3 separate regions of the Mus musculus genome follow, and regions 1 and 3 are each linked to region 2. Evidence: chromatin contacts called from public Hi-C and promoter capture Hi-C data. All regions are on one chromosome and are shown on one strand. Each heading gives the region's core, a stretch centred on a gene start, on an enhancer-like site or on the middle of the called end of the contact. The rest is flanking DNA. Distances are from core to core; before and after follow the strand shown.

What was found. Promoter capture Hi-C pulls out the DNA fragments that hold promoters and counts their contacts. Hi-C and Micro-C count contacts between places; a contact is called where the count stands out from the background.
Region 1: a contact with region 2 is called in a promoter capture Hi-C map of embryonic stem cells, with 12 times the contacts expected there. The contact joins two enhancer-like sites. A contact is called at or near these places in 3 of 39 promoter capture datasets (cranial neural crest, embryonic stem cells and pre-B cells), 2 of 484 Hi-C or Micro-C datasets (nephron progenitors and olfactory sensory neurons), 1 of 115 datasets of contacts at active chromatin or transcription factors (large pre-B cells) and 1 of 9 other capture datasets (liver).
Region 3: a contact with region 2 is called in a Hi-C map of embryonic stem cells, with 11 times the contacts expected there. The contact joins the promoter of 2300002M23Rik here to the enhancer-like site in region 2. A contact is called at or near these places in 6 of 484 Hi-C or Micro-C datasets (the G1E-ER4 cell line, embryonic stem cells, palatal mesenchyme and 1 more), 2 of 115 datasets of contacts at active chromatin or transcription factors (both in embryonic stem cells) and 1 of 9 other capture datasets (embryonic stem cells).

The regions. Positions count from the first base shown.
Region 1 is chr17:36,263,452-36,266,309 of GRCm38.p6, reverse strand. Trim39 (tripartite motif-containing 39) reads left to right here. Exons shown (of 7, transcript NM_178281.1): 4 at 2,351-2,581. Among named protein-coding and RNA genes, the nearest start is that of Trim39, 6.6 kb to the left of the region's middle. Within about 2 kb of position 1,554, at least 33 of the 459 cell types and tissues checked have an H3K27ac peak or open chromatin away from gene starts, as enhancers often do. A contact at or near this core is called in embryonic stem cells, where this site is marked.
Region 2 is chr17:35,937,892-35,940,911 of GRCm38.p6, reverse strand. No RefSeq gene overlaps it. Among named protein-coding and RNA genes, the nearest start is that of Mir877, 21 kb to the left of the region's middle. Within about 2 kb of position 1,566, at least 11 of the 459 cell types and tissues checked have an H3K27ac peak or open chromatin away from gene starts, as enhancers often do. A contact at or near this core is called in embryonic stem cells, where this site is marked.
Region 3 is chr17:35,566,167-35,568,934 of GRCm38.p6, reverse strand. It overlaps 2300002M23Rik (RIKEN cDNA 2300002M23 gene), which reads right to left and starts at 1,450. Exons shown (of 2, transcript NM_175148.3): 1 at 1,315-1,450; 2 at 1-1,101. The coding sequence starts at 1,381. The coding sequence ends at 119.

The DNA.
Region 1 (2,858 bases), core at 305-2,804, 330 kb before region 2:
AAGTACATCCTTATAATTAAGTGAGCTAATGTAATGCCGATTCATTGCCAGAATGTCTGTCCCCTCCTCAGCCTCCACCTGTGCAGGTTCTGATAAAATATCAGGGCAAAAAAAGGAAACCTAAGGGAGAAGCGCTCTCTTTTGGAGGTGTCTGTAATGGCCGGGAAGGCAGGGTATACCTGTAGGAACAAGAAGCCTGCTGATCGGCTGATCAGATTTTTACCCTACATAGGAAGTAGAGCAAACAGGAAGTAGGGTAAACCCGCAAAGCCTGCCCCCTAGTGACATACTTCCTCCTGCAAAGCTCTACCTCCACAAGGTTCTATAACCTTTGCAAAGATCCCAAGGGCTACCAACTGTGAACCAAGTGGTGAAATACGGGAACATATGGAGGGCATTCACCATGATAATGTTTTAACCAAAGTACAGTTGTTGTTTTCAATTATTCATTTTTATTCAGTGATCTTTAAGAGTGTAATTCAAAACATTCCTTTCACGACTGTTTGAATTCATCTTCCTCCCCTTCTTACCCCCTTGTTCTTTTAAAATAGTTTGTAGGAGCAAGGCTTGGTGATGAGGACATCTAATCCCAATAGTCCGGAGACTTAAGACAGGAGGGTTACAAGTGAGGATAGCCAAGACTTCAGAAGACCCTGTCTCAAAAATAAAATGCACAGTTTTAAACTGTGTAGAGGCTGAGGGTATAGCGTCCGTTCCCCAACACAGCAGACAGAAACACAAGTTTGTGAACTAGGCATGACAGTTCACACCTGTAACCAGAGGAGGCTGGGGCTGGAACCCCAATATCCAAATCACAAATTCACAGCCAGCACAGGCCAGTATGGGCTTGTGAGATTGTACATCCTGGGTGGGGATGGAGTTTCTAATTAGCTATACAGAAATCAACATTTTTTAAGTAAAAGTCCAGATAAGATAGCCTATCTATATAATTCTAAAGTGATTGCAATATCTAATAACATCAGAGAGTAATTTTTAAATTTTTTTTTTTGTGATAGTTTCATTATGTGGGTCTGGCTAGCCTGGGACTCAGAGATCTGTCTGCCTCTGCCTCCTAAATACTGAGATTAAAGTTATACACACCACTCCCAGTTAAAAGTGATTTTAATTACTAATCCAGTATGTGGCTATTTGATTCTGACTTCCCTAAAAGCCCCTCCCTGCTTACAGCTTATGTGACACTATGAGTTCACCAAGTACTGGCTCCTGAGCAGAGGTGAGCCCAACACCACAAGCAGCCATGCTCTTGATGACAATGTGAAGTCTAAGAGAGGCAACATACAGTGTTCCGGTGTGTGTGTGTGTACATTCTCTCAGAGACCAGAAGTTGACAAATGGGGTCCCCTGGAAATAGGGATACTGGCAGTTATGTACTATCTAGTATGAGTGTTGGAAACCAAGCTCAGGACTTCTAGAAGAGAAGTAAGTGTTTGTTTGTTTGTTGTTTGTTTGTTTTTTTAGTGACAGGGTTTCTCTGTGTTACAGAGCCCTGACTATCTGGACTCCTTGTAGACCAAATTGTCCTTGAACTCAGAGATTCCAACTCAGGAATTTGCCTCCGGGGATTAAAGGCATGGGCCTCCACACCCAGCCCAGGAAGCAAGCATTTTTAACCACTGAGTCTTCTCTCTGGCCCCAAAAACATACTGCTAAGGAATATAATTCATTAGAGTGCTCATAATACCACACATGTTGAGAATCTGTTCAGGACAAAAGTGAGAATGCATCGTGCCATTGCCTGCCTGAGACAGCAACTAGTGACCCTGTAATGAAAGCTAGTCTGCCATCTGCTTGGCATAGTTTCAGATCCATGGCTGCGTTCTGAGGCCTACAGGCTTTGGTGTGTCACCCACTATTCTTGAGCCTGAGCCCAACCTCTCTCTCTGTCTGCATCTTTCAGTCCACTCTGCTACTCTTCTGAGTTGATGCTTCCCTTTCAGTCAAAAGACTTGAGACTGCTATACTGGGGAAGGTCACTTGCAGGAAGGCCTAGGGGAGGGCATGCTGATAACCCTCAGAAAGTGATCCAACTGCTGTTTGAGTCCTAAACTCTCAAGCTTCAAGGATGTTTGTTAGAAGTAAAAGTATGTACCGTTAGCAAAAGCACGTTTCAGATTTTATAAAGCTAAGTACTGATTGATTTAAATCTATCCACTGATTTGCCCTGTGAGTTGTCTGTTGGGGTCATGCAGGTAACAGTGTCCCTTACAGGAAGAGAAGCAAGTGTGCTGTTAAAGTCTTCCCAGTGACAAAGAAGTCTGTCCTGAGCCTGGTGGATCTGGGAGACCCCCTCGTGCCTTCTGGTCCTGATAGCCTCCTCCCTTGTTCTCAGAGACTGGTGGAGAGCCGCCGGCAGCAGATCTTAAAGGAGTTTGAGGAGCTGCACAGGCGACTGGACGAAGAGCAGCAGACACTGCTTTCACGACTGGAGGAAGAAGAACAGGACATTCTACAGCGACTTCGAGAAAATGCTGCTCACCTTGGGGACAGGCGCCGGGACCTTGCCCACTTAGCTGCTGAGGTGGAGGGCAAGTGCTTACAGTCAGGCTTCGAGATGCTTAAGGTTCGACCTTTGCTCCTGTATAGTTCCTCAGGTCAAATACAATCTAGCTATGTGCAGGCCGTGCTGTCAGTATGGAGTGCACCCTCTCTTACTCTATTTCTGTAATCCAAGGTTTTCTTCCAGGTATGTGCTAAGGGCATTTTTCTAGAGCGGGGCAGCTCAGGTTTCTATCATCCCTTCCATTTGTTTTGTTTGGGTTTTTTTTTTTTTTTTTTTTTGCTTTTTTTTTTTTTTTTGATTTTGGGGTAGTTAGTTGGGTTTTTTCCCCTTTTGGGGG
Region 2 (3,020 bases), core at 317-2,816:
CCAGAGGTCCTGAGTTCAATGGTGGCTCACAACCATCTGTAATGGGATCAGATGCCCTCTTCTGGTGTGTCTGAAGACAGCTACAGTGTGCTCATATAAATACATGTATTTTAAAAAAGAAAGGAAAGCAGCCAGGGCTACACAGAGAAACTCAGACAAGAAAGAAAGAAAGAAAGAAAGAAAGAAAGAAAGAAAGAAAGAAAGAGAGAAAGAGAGAGAGAGAAGGAAGAGAGAGAGAAAAGAGAAAGAGAAGCCGGGCATGGTGGTGCACGCCTTTAATCCCAGCACTTGGGAGGCAGAGACAAGTGGATTTCTGGATTCGAGGCCAGCCTGGTCTTCAAAGTGAGTTCCAGGACAGCCAGGGCTATACAGAGAAACCCTGTCTCAAAAAACAAAACAAAACAAAAACAAAAAAGAGAGAGAGAGAAAGGAAGAAAGAAAGAAAGAAAGAAAGAAAGAAAGAAAGGAAGGAAGGAAGGAAGGAAGGAAGAAAGAAAGAAAGAAAGAAAGAAAGAAAGAAAGAAAGAAAGAAAGAAAGGAAGGAAGGAAGAAAGGAAGAAAGGAAGAAAGGAAGAAAGGAAGAAAGGAAGGAAGAAAGGAAGAAACTACATCCTAGTCCAGACAACAGGAAAAGAGAAAAAGGTACTGGGCCCTTTAAAACCTTGAAGTCCACTCCCAGTGACATACTTATTCCAACAAGGCCACACCCCCTAATCCTTTAGACCTTTTAAATAGTTTTACTCCCTGGTGACTATGGAGGTCATTCTTATTCAAACCACATCTTTAGAAACTTTTTTTTTTTTGAATCCTGGTTTCTCTGTGTAGCCCTGACTATCCTGTAACTCACTCTGTAAAGCAGACTGGCCTTGAACTCAGATCAGAGATCCTCTCGCCTCCCTCTGCCTGGGATTGCTGGCCTTAAAGGTATTTATTTGCTGCCATCACCACTTGGCCTACAAACAAAAGTGTTTAAGCGGCTCAGTAGCACTGGAAGGTTTGTTACAAGGGCCAAGACTCGCTGGTGCTAATAGAGGAGTTTGCTCCTAGTCTCTGACAAACAAGGGGAGACAGGCATCGAAGGCAAGAAGGAATGGGAAGGAGTCCCTAAGAAGGGATCTCAAGACACTAAGTAGGTTTGTAGGTGCAGAACAGCTATCCAACTGGCAGGTTAGAAGACGGAAGGAGCCAGGTATGGCTGGGGGGGAGGGGGGGGAGTGAGCAGAGTCAAGAGCCACAGGACTTCATGGGGTGCTTGCCTGGGGGTTGAGATGGGATGCTAGAATGTTGGAGAACCTGGGTTGATCTAGTTTTCATCTGTACATCCACATGTATCTATTGGATGAGGGGAATGCACATCATGGTGTGTATCCAGGAAAGTCAGAGAACTTTCAGGAATCATCTCTCTCCTTCCACCACATGATCAACCTCTCAGGTCGCCAGGTCTGGCAGCAGGCACCTCACTCACTGAGCGAGCAACCTCACTGACCCTGGCTTCATCTTTGTGCTAGGTACTGGGTAAAGGGGAGAGGGGTAGAGCTGAGACAGATGCCAGGAAGCTCTTCTGTAAGGGAGGAGAGGTTTCACACATTTGCAAGTGAAAGGCACTCACAGTGGGTGGGAGCTCCTCAGAACCCTGAGACCTGAAAATATTTATTTGGAGAGTGTGTGTGTGTGTGTGTGTGTGTGTGTGTGTGTGTGTGTAGCCTTGGGTGCCCTGGAACTCATTCTGTAGACCAGTCTGGCCTTGAAGTTTGTCAAGCTGCAGCATCAGGCCAATGGCTAGCTGTCCTGAGCAGAGACAGCAGGACTTGGTAATAACTCTTTTTTTTTTTTTTTAATTTCAATTTAGTCTGAGTATGATTGACAACACCTTTAATCCAGCACTGGGGAGGGGACAGAGATAGGATCTCTGTAGGCTTGAGGCCAGTCTGGTCTGTATAGTGAGCTCCAGAACATTCAGGGTCACATAGAGAGATCTTAATAAACAAATAGATAACAAAATCCACCAAATTTTTTTCATTTTATTTATTTATTTTTGGTTTTTTGAGACAGGGTTTCTCTGTGTAGCCCTGGCTGGCCTCCAACTCAGAAATCTGCCTGCCTCTGCCTCCCAAGTGCTGGGATTAAAGGCATGCACCACCACTGACCGGCTCCATTTTATTTTCTATATGGGTATTTTACCTACATACATAGTTCTGCACCAGTTGGGTGCCCAGTGAGACCAGAAGAAGGTGGAATCCCTGGAACCAGAGATGGTGCTGGTTCCAGGACATGTGCCACCACTGCCCAACTACCCAGCTTTTTTTAATTTAAAAATTTCTCATTTTGGGTGCTGGCAAGATGGCTCAGAGGGTAAGAGCACTGACTGCTCTTCTGAAGGTCCTGAGTTCAAATCCCATCAACCACATGATGGCTCACAACCACCCTTAGTGAGATCTAATGCCCTTTTCTGTGGTGTCTGAAGACAGCTACAGTGCACTTAATGTAAAATAATGATAAATAAATCTTTACCTTTAGTCCCAGCACTTGGGAGGCAGAGGCAGGAGGATTTCTGAGTTTGAGGCCAGCCTGGTCTACAAAGTGAGTTCCAGGACAGCCAGGGCTATACAGAGAAACCCTGTCTCAAAAAACCTAAATAAATAAATAAATAAATAAAATATATATTTTTTTAATTCCCATTTTTGTTTATGTATCTGTATGTATGCACACGGGGGGAAGGTGCAAAGGCCAAAGAGGGCTTCAGATTCTCTATAGCTGTGAGCCATCTAATATGGGTGCTGAGAACTGATCTAGTCCTGTGAAAGAGAAGCAGGCACTCAACTCTGAGCTTCCTCAAAAGTTAAAACATAGGGAAAACATTGAGCTCTCTGTAAAGGGTCTTCTGCTTGTTGGAGACAAGAAAAAAGTTGAAGTGATGGGAGTCTTGAAGAAGTTAAGGAAAGCTGTGACCACAGGCAGTTTGGTCTCCCACAAGGTGGGCCTGTGTGTTTGTGAGGGCTGGATGGTTGCTGCCCCCATGT
Region 3 (2,768 bases), core at 201-2,700, 370 kb after region 2:
TGTATTTATTGGCGACCAGCTCTGGTCGACAGAGGAGGCTTTAAAAATGGAAAGAGAAGGAGAAACCACGTGACTGGGCCCAACTGAGCCCTAACCCCGCTGCAAACCAGTTGTGAGATTAGGGGGTGATCCCAGAAGAGCCAGGACGTTTGGCTCCTGGGGGAAGCCGATTCTGACCTTTAGTTCCCCAGCTACCTGCTGGATATCGACAATTGGGCCTCCGGCTGCCTGCTGGATACTGGCAATTGGCCCCCCAGGTCCCTACTGGGGGGTACTGACCATAACCGCCCCAGGGCCCTACTGGGGGGTACTGACCATAACCGCCCCAGGTCCCTACTGGGGGGTACTGACCATAACCCCCCCAGGTCCCTACTGGGGGGTACCGACCATTACCCCCCAAGATCCTTAATGGGTACCAACCATTTCTCCCCCAGATTCTTACTGGGTAAGGACCCCTACCCCCCAAACTAGTACCTGATACTAAACCATTGCTACCCCATATTCCAGAAGGATATGGCATGGGTCTTGTTCCCCACCCAGTTCCAGCCCCTCCACTTCCCCAGGATGTTCCAGGCCTTAGGATCCTCCCAGATGAGCCAGGCAGAAGCTTGTGGATGAGAAACCAGAATGGGCTCCGAGCAAAGGCTTCTGCCTCAGTTTCCAGTGAACTGGAACCAGGCTGCAGTCCAGCCTCGGAGTCCTGAGGGTAGGAAGCCGCTAGTGAAGGTTGCCTGAGCCGTGCAGAGGAAGCCTCAGGCAGACGACCGCCTCTGGAAAGGTATGGCAGGGCTTCTGGCAGCATTTGCTCTAACTGGTCCTCAGCAACAGCAGCCATCCCTTGCTGAGGGTCCTCTGAGGGCCAGGACTCCATGGGGGGCGGCCCCCAGAAGGGAGGCCCGTTGGGCACCTCAGAGCCGCCCTCAGGTAGAGCACCATCTTGTGGAGATTCGCTGAGCCTGGGAAGAACTCCTAGTAACTCATTATTCACAGGGTCTGGCTTGGGCTGAGGCTGTCCAGGGTTAAGGAGGCTGGTGAAGGAAGGTTGTCCCGAATGTGGGGAGGCTTTCTCCTCTGGTGCCCCAGTGCTCCGTGCAAAAAGACCTGAAGGAAACGGAAGAGAAAGCAGCCAATGGGTCAGATTTGGTGCCCGCTACTCTTTTGACTCGCTGGCCCCTTCGCTGAATGCCTGATTCTGTACTGGCACTCCCCACTTCCCTCGGGAACCTAAATGCACAACCTTCCAAAACTGTGCACACTCCTACCTTCACCTTCTCCCTTAATTCCTGTTCCCAAGGACCCCAGTACCCTGCATACCTGGCAGGCACAGACAGATCAGGAGCAAGCCCAGGGGAGCCCGGCTCCCACCTGCGTGGCTCTGCATCTTGCTCAGCTCCTGCTTCTGCCTGGGCCCCAAGAGAGCAGCCTTTATCCTGTTGGTCGGGTGGAGGACAGCAGAAACAGTCTGGGAACAGTGGTTATAGAGACAATGAATCTGCCCAGTCCACCCTCATTCTTGATTCGGTCTGTGGCAACAGGTGTCACTTGAAAGTTCCTGAGGAACTGGGTGTTCCTCACCTGGCTACTTCCTGGTACTCCCTGCCCCTTCCTCACCCAGGTGCTCTACCATTATAGAGCACCCGGGTGCTCTATAATGCTCTACCATTATATAGACTATGATCAATTGTTGGCATGCAAACAGCCAACAATTGATCATAGTCTATATAATGTATCAAATGATCATAGTCTATATAATGTATCAATTGATCATAGCCTATATAATGTATCTGTCATTGACTAATAGCCTCCTCCACTTTCTGGGAAGCTAGTCAGCTATTCGTCCCTCATCAGTTCATTGTCAGAGGGGACTTAGGACTTGCATCCCCCTTGAGGGTACCAAGCAGAGGTTTAAGTTCTCCTGTAGTAAGCTTAAGATGAGGTCTTAGCTGATTAATGTCTCTTAACAACCTTCGAAAATCATTTAGAGTAACTAAATTATTTTTTCTTACTTGAATTTTCTGTGCTGCAATTTGTTCAGGCTGTAACTTATGTTCCAAATATTGAAAAAAAGAATTTGCCCTTGAATCTTTTCTGGAGCAACAACTACTCCAAAATGTTAAAGCTCATTGTATAAGAGCAAAGCCTTGTAGTAAAATTCCATCAGAGGGATCAGCTAATAAAATACCATCTACATATGAATACTATACACCGAAAAATTCCCAAGTCCTAACTTCTTGTATTGAAGCAGCGACAAAAATTTTTTACATAAAGTATGGATGGCTATTAGTCATTCCTTGAGGCAAAACTTTCCAATGACATCGCTTCATGGGCTCTTTAAAACTACAAACTAACTAAAAGCAAACCCTTTACATCATCAGGATGCAAAGGAATAAAGAACAATCCTCCAAACCCATCATAATTCTGTGTGGAGTAGGCAGGCCAGACTGCAATGCCCCTACAAGCTCCATAGTTTTATTAACCTTTCTCAAATCCTGCAACAATCTCAATCTGCCGGATTTTTTTCTTAATTACAAATATGTGCTAGTTAGAATCCTGAGCCTGTGCTCGAACTACAAGCTGCAGCCAATGGAACACTGGCAGTTTAACCATAATTTTTAAGTCTCTCTTATAACACAGGAGCACAACCACAATTTTGGCAAGCAAAACCTAATTTTAATAGTGTAAACAATCCGTTTCTTTAAAATCAACACCAAAAGCATGACTTTCACGTTACAAGGTTTTTAAGTGTCTCCCTACTTTTGAACTGCAGT